Linked DNA regions of Mus musculus: region 1 is linked to region 2. Evidence: chromatin contacts called from public HiChIP or PLAC-seq data. All regions are on one chromosome and are shown on one strand. The core of a region is the stretch at or near the end of the contact, and the rest is flanking DNA. Distances in the headings are between cores, read along the strand shown. Region 1 holds the start of Slc5a1 (solute carrier family 5 (sodium/glucose cotransporter), member 1). Region 2 holds the start of Yes1 (YES proto-oncogene 1, Src family tyrosine kinase).

Region 1 (5,321 bases), core at 1,795-4,294, 490 kb after region 2:
TTGGGTAACCAAGAACAACGACAATAGCCTGCATTGTTTTGGGGTCTCTGGGACCCCTAAACAATAACTTGATAGGGGATATCCCGTACTTGTCACTGTGCCTTTTGTTTGCTGACCTATCACTTCTGGGAGGAGTATTATACCCCAGTGTAGGGGAATTTCAATTAAATATTCTTTTAAAAATATATCTTTTAGAAAGCATATAAAAATAGGTCCTATAAGTTTCCCCCAAACGTCCCTTAGTGTTGGTTGTCCCTTCCTCTCCTGCTCCTCCTGTCACATCTCCTCTTTACTCTAACTTTCCTTCCGTGCTCCCAGTTCCCAGACTCACGGCCAGCTGACTTACGGGTGTTGAACTGGCCGCGTGGTCCAGGATCCATTTCTCGAGCTGCAGGCTTCTGAGGACTTGCTTCTTTGTTTCATCTCAAAGAGGGAGAAGAGACCTGTTGAGCGCCAGTCACAGTGCTGTGTGTCTTTCAGAGAGCTGATCTCTCCAGGATCGTGTGACAATGAACTCTTATATTTTATCTTTCTCTCACTCCAAGCTCTGAGTTTGCAGCAAACCAAAAAGTATTCTAATTTCTACTTATATTTCTCATAATTAATGGCTCACTGACATGTCCCAAACCTATAGACAACTGGGATCAACTGCCAAATGGGAATAATGTTGGAGAGGGATGGAGGGCTGTTGGCCTAGAGGTGGCCTGCAAATCAGGACTAGGGCATCGGTGCTCCTTGATTTGACCCCTCCTGTGCCCTCTCTCCTAGCAATGGTTAAAATACATACAGGAACATTAATTGAATACTAGCTTGGCCACTTTCCGTCTGAAGGAGCTTGGGGCAATTTATTTAATCTTTTGAGTCCCAGTGCCCATGAGATGGGAAAACAAAGATGGTGGTTGTGAAAACAGAAGCTGTACCACTTGTACCCAGGTCATGCCTGTCTCTGTGTGGGCAAGGGCATACCTGAGAGCCCCTCATCTTTGAGCCCAGATAAAATGACCATGATGAAGATGAACGTTAACCCTGCTCTTGAGCACACTGGCGTGCTTCCTTCCGATGCAAAGAAGCATCCTCCTTAGTTGCTTTCTTGTTCACTTGCAAGTGAGGGAAGCAAAGCCCTGCCAAGCTAGGCAGCGTGGTCAGAGGCCACTTCTCTTGTTAGAGGAGAAGCCGGAATCCTATGTGCCCGATTACTACCCAGTGCTGTGCTCAAGGGAGTTGAGGGGCTAGAGGGGGTGGTGCGTGAGTGTGTGGTGTGGCTGGTGGCATCCAGGGAGGACCCTGATTCTTTACAACAATGGTTACTGTTCCCTTTCCTGGTTTTAGAAATGACCGTCCAGCGGTTGAAAAAAAATCTCATTCCTGGGAGGCACAGCAGGGGATAATATTGAGGCTAAAAGTGAGGATGGCAGGCTTTTGATATGCAAGTGTCGGGGACTTGTCTACAGTGAATAGAGAAGAGACTGAGAGCCAGGCCCTTAGGAGCCCAGCTAGACTCAGAATTGATTCTAGGGTCTTTAAAAAAGAGGACAGCTAGGGATGGTCTGCCAATTTGACTGAAAAGGAAATGGGCAGGGACAGAGCAGTGACCGGCCTGAGGCCCTGAGGCTCTGAGGCCTAGGCTCTTTGGAACCCAGGCTCCTGACTTCCAGCTGTGAATTTTTGCATTTTTTCTGCTACCTCCTCCCCCATGCCTTGGAGCCTGAGGCAGTGTTGGAGGAAAAGCTCAAGGGGAGGAAGGTAGGCTAGGGGTGTTGCAGGCGCTCCGTGCTTCTTCTCTAAAGCTAGTCTGGGACTGGGTTTCTTCAAGTCCTGAAGGGCGGACGCTCTGCACGGGCCGAGGCTGCAGGGCCAGCGCTGCTGTTGGCTCACTGTGTGACTGTGGGTCAGTCATGCTTTCTCTGTTAGTCATTTTTGTTCTGAGCCTGGGCTTCTGGTTCAGGTACCTGTCTGAATGCCCAGGGTGTGATGAGCTCCTTGGCAGAGAGTCTTTGGCATCTTCTCGGCTGTGTGCTCCACTTCACTTTTTTGATTCAGGGTCTTACTATATATACATAGCCCAGTCTCCGGTCAGGATCGCCTTGTCTCTTCTGTCTCCTGAGCACTGGGATCACAGGGGTGTGCTACTGCAACTAGATACCTCTCACACTTTAAACTGGTTTCGGAGCACATTACAAGTTGTCTCTTGCTCTTTGAGGGGGCTTGGTTCCAGGATCCGGTTAATATTGAAATTCAAGTCTTTTACATACAATGGCATAATTATATATATATATACACACATACAACCCACATGTCTTCTCATGTGCTTTAAATCATTTCTAGGTTACTTGTAACACCACGGCATGCAAGCTATGAAACATCACCATACTGTATTGTTTAGAGAATCACAAGGGAAATAGTCGGTACCAGTTCAGTACAAAACTCTTTCCATCCACGGTTGGTTGAATCATTTCAGTGAAGACACAGGACAAAGGAATGGCAGTAGTGGGACCCCTTCTCCCAGGCTGCAGGTGGTTGTTGTTCTTTCTGTGCTCCCTCAGTGGGTAGCTCCCGCAGTGGGTAGCTCCCGCAATTGCTCTTACGGGGGGAACTGCACTGTTTCTAGGGTCTAATGCTGTAGAGGTTCGGGAATGGGTGTCTGTGATGCTGGTGGTCAAGAGATTTGTACTGACTTTCTCCCAGCACCGTCCAGCAGTCTCATCCTCCTGACCATTTCTCCAGGAGACCAAGAACTTGGCTGAGTTCTCTGAGAAGTCCTGCACTCCTCTTTCACAGAGACGGCAGTCCACAAAGATGCCAGGTCTGCTTCAAAAGCACCTGCCGCAGATGGGCCCCAGCCTATAGATGCTTGGCTCCAGGTGCCTCTGGTCCCTCTGTGTAGCAACTCCTTTTCTGCCTCACGTGGGACTCCGTGGCAGACCAGGCGTGGCAACTGTTCGAGGTGCCCACTGCAGGAACACAGAGGACTTTTGTGCCAGGCAGTCACCACCCCTTAGCAGGCCCCTCCCTGCTCACAGAACAGACTTTACCTGCCGGCCAGGCGCCCAGGCGCCCGCAGACTCTCTTGAGCTTTGCTCGGTCTTCTTAAGGCACTGCACACCTAGGAGCTGCTTCCCGACGGTGCGGTGCAGCGCAGCAGCACAGGGGCCCAGCGTTCCTGCCGCGCAGCCCCACTGTCGCGGGTCCCCTCCCTCGGGGCTGATCATTAACTCAAAAGCAGTATAAGGAGTGAGTGGCCCCGGTGAGCCTGTGAGCCGAGAGGGACTCGTCGCCACCGCCATGGACAGTAGCACCTTGAGCCCCGCGGTTACTGCCACCGATGCACCCATCCCGTCCTACGAGCGCATTCGCAATGCGGCTGACATCTCAGTCATCGTCATCTACTTCGTGGTGGTGATGGCTGTCGGGCTGTGGGTATGTGCGGGTCCTGGGCACGGGCTAGAGAGGCCAGGGCGACTGTGTGGCATGAGAGGACACACAAAAATGCCATGGTTTCCCTGAGCCACAAAGGGGCAGGATGGGCTTACAGTGGAGATATCCCGGGAACGCTGGGGAAGAGTTCAGGACACAGGAGGCCTGTAGGTAGGAAGGTAGAGGATGCCGAAGGGAGCCTGTCAGAAAGGCCCTGGAAGATCCTGGGCTGAGGGGGGAAGTAGAGGGTCACAGAGACTAGAATAGAATGTGAGGGACAGGAAAGGCAACTTGGAGCAGCATTGTCTGACCTCTTAATTATCCACTTTCCAATGGGAAAGCAACAGCTGAGAGCCAGGAAGTCATCACCTCTGCAGACTGCAGGTGCTTGGGGCAGCCTATGGCTGACCAATGCCCCCTTCTGGGGAAGGGTAATCCAGAGGTCTTGCATGGTGGAATTAAAGAGGCCATCTGGGGTTAGAGATGAGGAAGGAGCAGGTGAACGGAGAGTGAACTGGTCTCAGGAAGAGGGAAGTATATATATCTCTCCTCTTGGGACTCTGGGACACACCAAACCAGAGAAACTTGTTCTTCAAAGCCTGGAACTTGGAAAGTTCATTTATGATGCTGGCACACCTAACAGCTGGGCAAAGTGTGCAAGCATTTTAGTTACCTCTAAAGGTTGAAGTGTGGAAGAAGCTGGAGTTAGGAAAGGATGGCAGGCATTAACCCTTTCACTAACAGAGCTCCATCAGGGAGTAAAAGGAAACATGGATTTTTTTCTTTTATTTTCAAAAAGAATTGTATAAATCACACATAACAGAAAGGCTCCCCAAGTGTCACTTGCATGGGACCTGTGGGGTGGACGCTTCATCAGTATACCTGGCTTCCTTAACAGTAGCAAGTGTCTAGCATAGGCACCTCGACTACTGCTCTCCTGTGGTTGAACTAAATGATGCAGAGTGAACCTCCCACAGCCTCTGTTCATCCACGTCTGAAATAGACGTGCTTGCATCTATGCCTAGGATCCCCTCCTCCAAATATTGAGAGTTGAGTCTGAAAGGTCTTTATGAGTCTAGGAATATCTCTTAGGCTTCTTCCATTCACCTTCCAGGGTTTGGGATCCATGCCCTGGATAGTTCTTGCTTGTATTTTCAAATAAGATGGGCAGCAACAGTGAGCTGGACAATACACCTTCACACGAAAAGCCACAGAACTGGGAAGACAGGAATGCCAGTTACAGTTTCACACACGAGGAACTTGAAGTCACAGGTGGTTGTGAGTTGCCTAAGATTTTGCAATCCTCGGGACTGTTCCAGGAACTTAGGTGTCCTGATCCTTGCCTAGACACTAGATCTTCAAGCATAGCGCTTGCTCCCTGCCTTCGCCCTCCAGTTCATGTTGATAGATACTGGAGCCAAGATGTAAGCCCACTATCTGCTAGCCATACCAGACGGCCCCCTTCCCAGAATGCACTGATCACTCAGTGCTCTTATCCCAGCTTCTCTTAGCCTTCCCAGTAATCCTGCAAGTGTTTACATTTCTTATGGTGTTTGCACTTTTGAAATATCTGTGATTTAATGTCACTTGTCCTGTTAAAATGCTACTTAATGAGCCTGTTAGTATTTGGTCTATGTTCAATCTTCCATTAGCCAGTGCCTCTGGACCTTGCTCATTTACCACTCCTCTTTTTCCTATTGAAGTGTTACGGTGGCTTGATCTAAGGATGGATACACTGGCTTCTGAGTGACTTCTGGGTTGCAGAGACTAACCCAAGCCCCTTGTGCTGCCTTAGAAAACCACCCACAGCTAATGCTCCTCCATCTCCAGCCTCATCCATTCCAACAATATTCAGTTTGGGTCAACTTTGCTTCCTCTTTGGTTATCTTTGAGTTTTGGGCCATTAC
Region 2 (5,385 bases), core at 1,812-4,311:
TTTAAGTTCCTGCCTCCACTCTGGCTGTGCTGCTACTCCTTCCCTGTCTGTGAAAATCGGTTCCCCTGTAAGTGTCCCACCCCTAGTCTGAACAGAAAGCAGGAAATCCTGCCCTCAGAGCTGAGGTGATAGTCAGTCAGCAATACAAAGCAGTAGACGCTAAATTGTGTTTTGTTTTGCTTTAGTTTTGTTTTCTGGGACTTTTGGTTGAGACAGGTTGAGCCTAAGTTAGCTTGAAACTCAGTAAATGGCTTAGGACTCCTGATTCTTTACCTCCACCTCCCAAGAGCTGGGGTCTAAATTGAGTTTCTTACTTGCAAAGAACAGACTTTCTACTTAATTTAAGCTGAAAAGAAATTTATTGGAGGAAGGTCAGTTGAGAGGAAGGGAAAACAAATCCACCATGCCCACTACAAGGTTATGAAAACACAAAGTTTGAGTAAGTAATGAACTGTACTGCTTCAGAGAGTTTGTTATAATGAGCCTCACACTAAAGAAGAAATGCCTGAACCTACAAATCTTAGCTTAGGATGGTTCTTGTGCTCTTTCTGGGTGGGGCTTGGAGTAGGCATGGCCAGCTGGAAAAGGCAAAGCCAGGACAGCACAGATACATGCCATGTGTACACAAGGACATCCTGCTCCTAGCGCGTAAAAGTTATCTTTGAAAACTCTTTCTAGGTCTGGAGAGATGGCTTAGCGGTTAAGAGCACTGGCTGCTCTCCCAGAGGTCCTGAGTTCAATTCCCAGCAACCACATGGTGGCTCACAACCATCTGTGATGAGATCTGACGCCCCTTCTGGTGTGTCTGAAAACAGCTACACTGTACTCACATAAAAATAAATAAATCTTTAAAAGGAAAAAAAAAAAAGAAAAGAAAAGTCTGTCTCGTAGTAGGGATGGTGGAGATCATACAGTGCATGGCTTCCCACTGTTGCAGGAAGAAAAACTCATTACCAGGACCTTAGTGAAGTGGGCAAATCTCTCCCCGAAAGCACTTTATTCTAAGCAAGAACATTTCCAGGCAGAATCATAGGTTCCATTGGTCATCATCAGTTCAACTTCTAATAATTCAAACTTCCAGCCAACTTTGATAAGTAAGAACACCTTAGTTTTAGAAATACCTAATATAGTTCAAATTTTCCACTGGCCTTCCCCTTCCTTCCTAGGGCTGATTTTCCCAGAAGTTTCAAGATAGGTCTTAACACACTGTAACATTGTGAAGAGGGATGCATGAGCCGACACTCACCTGACCATTTCAGAAACAGGGTTTTAGCTATGACTAGTTTCTATAACAACAAAATTTCCCAGCAAAATTTCCCAGATCCTGTCACCATCTTTAAGAATATTTCTAAAATAGCCATTAAATGTAACCTTTAAGTTGTAGGTGTATTTTTGATACTCTCTCCCTACCTTAAAGTACAGAAATTGTGTGTGATGGTACCTACTTGTAACCCCAGAAACTGGGAGGTAGAGACAGGAGAAGGAGGGGCTCAAAAATCATCCTCAGCTACACAGCAAGTTCAAAGCTATCCTGGGCTACACAAGACTCTGTCTCAAAAAAGCAAGCAAAGTAAAACAAAATAAAATATAAAACAAATTCAAAACAGGTTAGACTAACATTGAGAGGGTTTTTGTTTGTTGTCTTTTAAATTGGGAGAGTTTAGGGTCACAAATATATTTCTATTTTATCTGTAGGTTTAGAAAGGCAACAGCTCAAGTAACTAACGTTCTAGTTTCAAGAAAAAACTTGCTGGGCGGTGGTGGCGCACGCCTTTAATCCTAGCACTTGGTAGGCAGAGGCAGGGGGATTTCTGAGTTCGAGGCCAGCCTGGTCTACAAAGTGGGTTCCAGGACAGCCAGAGCTATACAGAGAAAAACAAAAAAACAAAAAAACAAAAAAAAAAAAAAAACAAAACAAAACAAAAAAACCCCTTAATGCACCAGTCAATGGCAAAATAAAGCACCGCGCTACATCACACATAGTTGTTCATGTGGATTCCCATTCCTTTCTCTGAAGAAACTTTTTAAAGCTGTGTGCATTTAAGTTGCTAAAGTACCAGACTACTGACGGAGTTGATATGTCAAAGATGATGCTGAATTTCTCTGAAAACCACAAAGGAAACCAACAGTCCCACATTAATACTTCGAATAACCCCACCAAAGAGGAAATACAAAAGGGAAATTAAGAGTGTGATAAGGCAGACGTGCCTTTAGCAGGAGTACTTCTAGATTGTCTTTTGACCCTCTCAATCTTGTACCTCAGTTCCTCCTAAACCCTTCCTTTTTCTACAAGGCAAGCAGAAAAAACGATGCAAGGCCTTCGGAGGGAAAACAAACAAAAAACCTTTCATCTTGACTTCTTCACTTCAAGGGGCCCAAACGTCAGCTTTCATAGCTGTCAAGAAGAGTCACAGTGCCTGTCCGGGTTCCCTATTACGAGGATCAAATACAATGCTGTCCCACTCTAAGTGAGAGCCACCATTCCTGGGAGAATTGCCAACACAACTCAGGTTCGGTTCTACTCGCGCGGCAAGGCTGGTTCGACCTACAGTCAACAGGAAGCTTCTGCGGCCAGACGAGAACCAAGGTGTCAGCACTGCCCTGATGGCTCACGCGGTTCGACTGTGATTTTACTATCAGTGACAAAGGGTGCGGAGGCACAAAGCTGAGAAATGAACAGTCAACCTTTCTCCAAAGAACCCCAACCCCGATCACCCTCCGAAAACAAAGCCCCACACCCCTCAGTGTTTCGGTGAGCCAGGCGGAGCCCCGCTTCGCCCGTTGCGGTAGTCGGCGTGCGGGCAAGGCAGGGAACCACATGCCGCTGCTGCTTTCTCCTCACGCCCCCTCGGGAGCACGCCTGACCCCTGGCGCCATGTTGGGCCGGCAGGCACGACACGGCCGGGCCTCCCAGCGGCCCGCGGACCCCGCGCAGAGCTCCCGCGCCGGAAGGCGCTCCCAGCAGACAGCAGAGCGCGAGTTCCGGTGAGCGGGCGCGCGCAGGTAGCCGCAACCCCCGCCCCGCGCGCGATCCGGAGCGGAGGGGCGGGGCCGGCGGCGAGAGGAGGAGAGAGGGAGGCCGCGGGGTGCGGGCGTCCGGGAGTTCCCTCCTCCTCAAGTAAAGCGTCCCGGGCCGGCTGCGCCGCCGTCGCTGCCTCCTGGCGCCCCGCGACCTGGAGGTGGAGAAGGGAGAGGGACCCGCGGGCGTCCACCTCGGCCGGCCGCCTTCTCCCCGCGGCGACCCGTGCGAGTGCGGCCGGACTCAGGTAAGCTCGCGGCGTGGCCTCGCGACGTAGGCAGCTGACCCGGACCGGGCAGCTCTAGGCCTCGGCATCCACCCTCCTGCTCCCGGGCTTCTCGAGGCGCCGCCGCCCCTGCCGCTGTCCGCCTACTGGTCCCGGAGTCTGGAAGTTGAGGAGAAACTTCTCCCCTCCCGCGGTCTGGCTGGCGGGCGTGAGTGTCTCGTCTCCTGGGCTCACTACCTGCTTGCCCAGTGCCTCGGTCTCCGCCCTGTCCAGTACTTCCCGATTCTGCGGGAGTCCGGATAGTGGTCCAGCCTATGTGGTGCCGCCGCTGCACCCTCCACCCCAAAGGACGTGGGGTCACTCCCGAATGAGGACCAGAGGGTAGGGCAGCGGCCCCTTCTCGTCCTAGCGGCTGGAGGTCTGTGTCGCCGGACGCCCGCAGCAACTGTCTGGAGCGAGGAGTGGAACTCGTGGAGCGAGCGGGTGAGCGGCGGGTTGTACTTGGTTTGATTGCAAACCACGACCTGTTTATAAAGTTTTCCTTTGTTTGGGTTTGAGGGTGTTGGGACGTGTTACAATCAGCGGCCACTTTTAAGTGCCTTGCCACTCCGCCTCCCCGTGAGTTCGGTTCTCTGTCCTCCTGTGTCAACGAAAATTTTGTTTGTGTTTTGCTTCTTGATAATTGCTTCCAGCTTTTGCTTTATTGGGCTTGAGAAAGAGTTGTTTTTAAAAAGTGGGAATATCGTTTCTGGTATAGGGATTGTGAATGGGGCATAGCGTAGTTTTGATGTAGTTATTCTTTGCATAAGTGATTGGAACAGCAGTGGAAATGACAGTTATCAAAGTAAATAAACGAAAAGTATGCAGTTGAAACATAACTTTGTACCTCTCTTGTGTGTTCCACAGCTGTGTTTTTTACATGTGATTTCACAGGATATTTCGGTATGGTATATTCATGTATTTCGTGTAAAATTACTGACCAAAATTGGCAATTGAAAGTGAGTTTAAACATCCTGTTAAATTTCTAAATTTAAATTACTCACTAATGAAAATGTTATTAAGTGTGCATGTGTGACTCAATTTAAGGCCAAATGTGTGCTACCTCTATTAACCAGCACAATGGTGTGGACTAGAAACATTTTGAGTGGGCAGATAGGGAGTGTTAAATTAAAAGCCAAAGTTCTTATATGCAACATATATGAGAGAGAATACAACTGTAGGAAAGTTGTTCTTCAGGAATTTTTTCCGCTTGCTAAATGCATTTAGCTATATCTTATTTTTGAATACCAGCAAAACCTCAGTGAAAATGTAGATGCTGGTTGACATTTCAGTAGGTCCTAAATTTAGGGGAGGGAGAAGATTGCCTTTGATTGAAACTTAGATACAAGACTGTTTATATTCCATATTTCCAGGATAAAATAAAAGCTTTTAAAATGTGTGCTTTGCCATAAAACTACGGTAATGTTATACCTTTAATTTTGTAGCTAGTTTTTGCTGACTTCACAAACCACAAAATTGACTCCTTTCTGTTCAACTGAAAGTGAAATTACAGCCTTGACCTGTCTTCTTGGGATAGGTGTGAAATTTATCTCATGGCCAAAGGATAATATTAATATATAGTCAAAAATTGTTTTTAGTTGAAGAAATTCTCAAAAAAACCCATTGTCTTTGCAAATAAAATTTTATTTCATTGCATATATAAATAAAAGAATATGCTAAAAGAGTAGTGAAATATTACTACTTGTATACTTGTTTAAATCCTTGTTTACTTACAGTTCAAATTTGCATAGTTCTAACAGTAATAGCATACTACTGTGGGTAATTTAAAAAAATATATTTTATTTATATAAGTACACTGTCGCTGTCTTCAGACACCAGAAGAGGGCATCAGATCCCATTACAGATGGTTGTGAGCCACCATGTGGTTGCTGGGAATTGAACTCAGGATCTCCGGAAGAGCAGTCAATGCTCTTAACTGCTGAGCCAACTCTCCAGCCTTGGTAATTTTTAAAAAAAATATATTGAGCTTCCAATTTAGTGGTTCAGGTTGGTGTGAGCATCATTTATTAGTCTTATTACTTATTACCATTGTTTAGGAAAGAAACCTGAGCAGATTTTTTTTTTTTTTTTTTTTTTTGAA

The links. HiChIP or PLAC-seq counts read pairs in DNA pulled down with a chosen protein or histone mark.
Region 1: a contact with region 2 is called in an H3K27ac HiChIP or PLAC-seq map of embryonic stem cells, with 4 times the contacts expected there. The contact joins the promoter of Slc5a1 here to the promoter of Yes1 in region 2. A contact is called at or near these places in 1 of 39 promoter capture datasets (stem cell-derived epiblast-like cells) and 1 of 115 datasets of contacts at active chromatin or transcription factors (embryonic stem cells).

Annotation. Positions count from the first base shown.
Region 1 is chr5:33,101,175-33,106,495 of GRCm38.p6, forward strand. It overlaps Slc5a1 (solute carrier family 5 (sodium/glucose cotransporter), member 1), which reads left to right and starts at 3,045. Exons shown (of 15, transcript NM_019810.4): 1 at 3,045-3,417. The coding sequence starts at 3,283.
Region 2 is chr5:32,608,110-32,613,494 of GRCm38.p6, forward strand. Yes1 (YES proto-oncogene 1, Src family tyrosine kinase) reads left to right here and starts at 3,062. Exons shown (of 12, transcript NM_001205132.1): 1 at 3,062-3,266. It overlaps Gm10461 (collagen alpha-1(II) chain), which reads right to left. Exons shown (of 2, transcript XM_030254958.1): 2 at 341-3,943. The coding sequence ends at 3,115.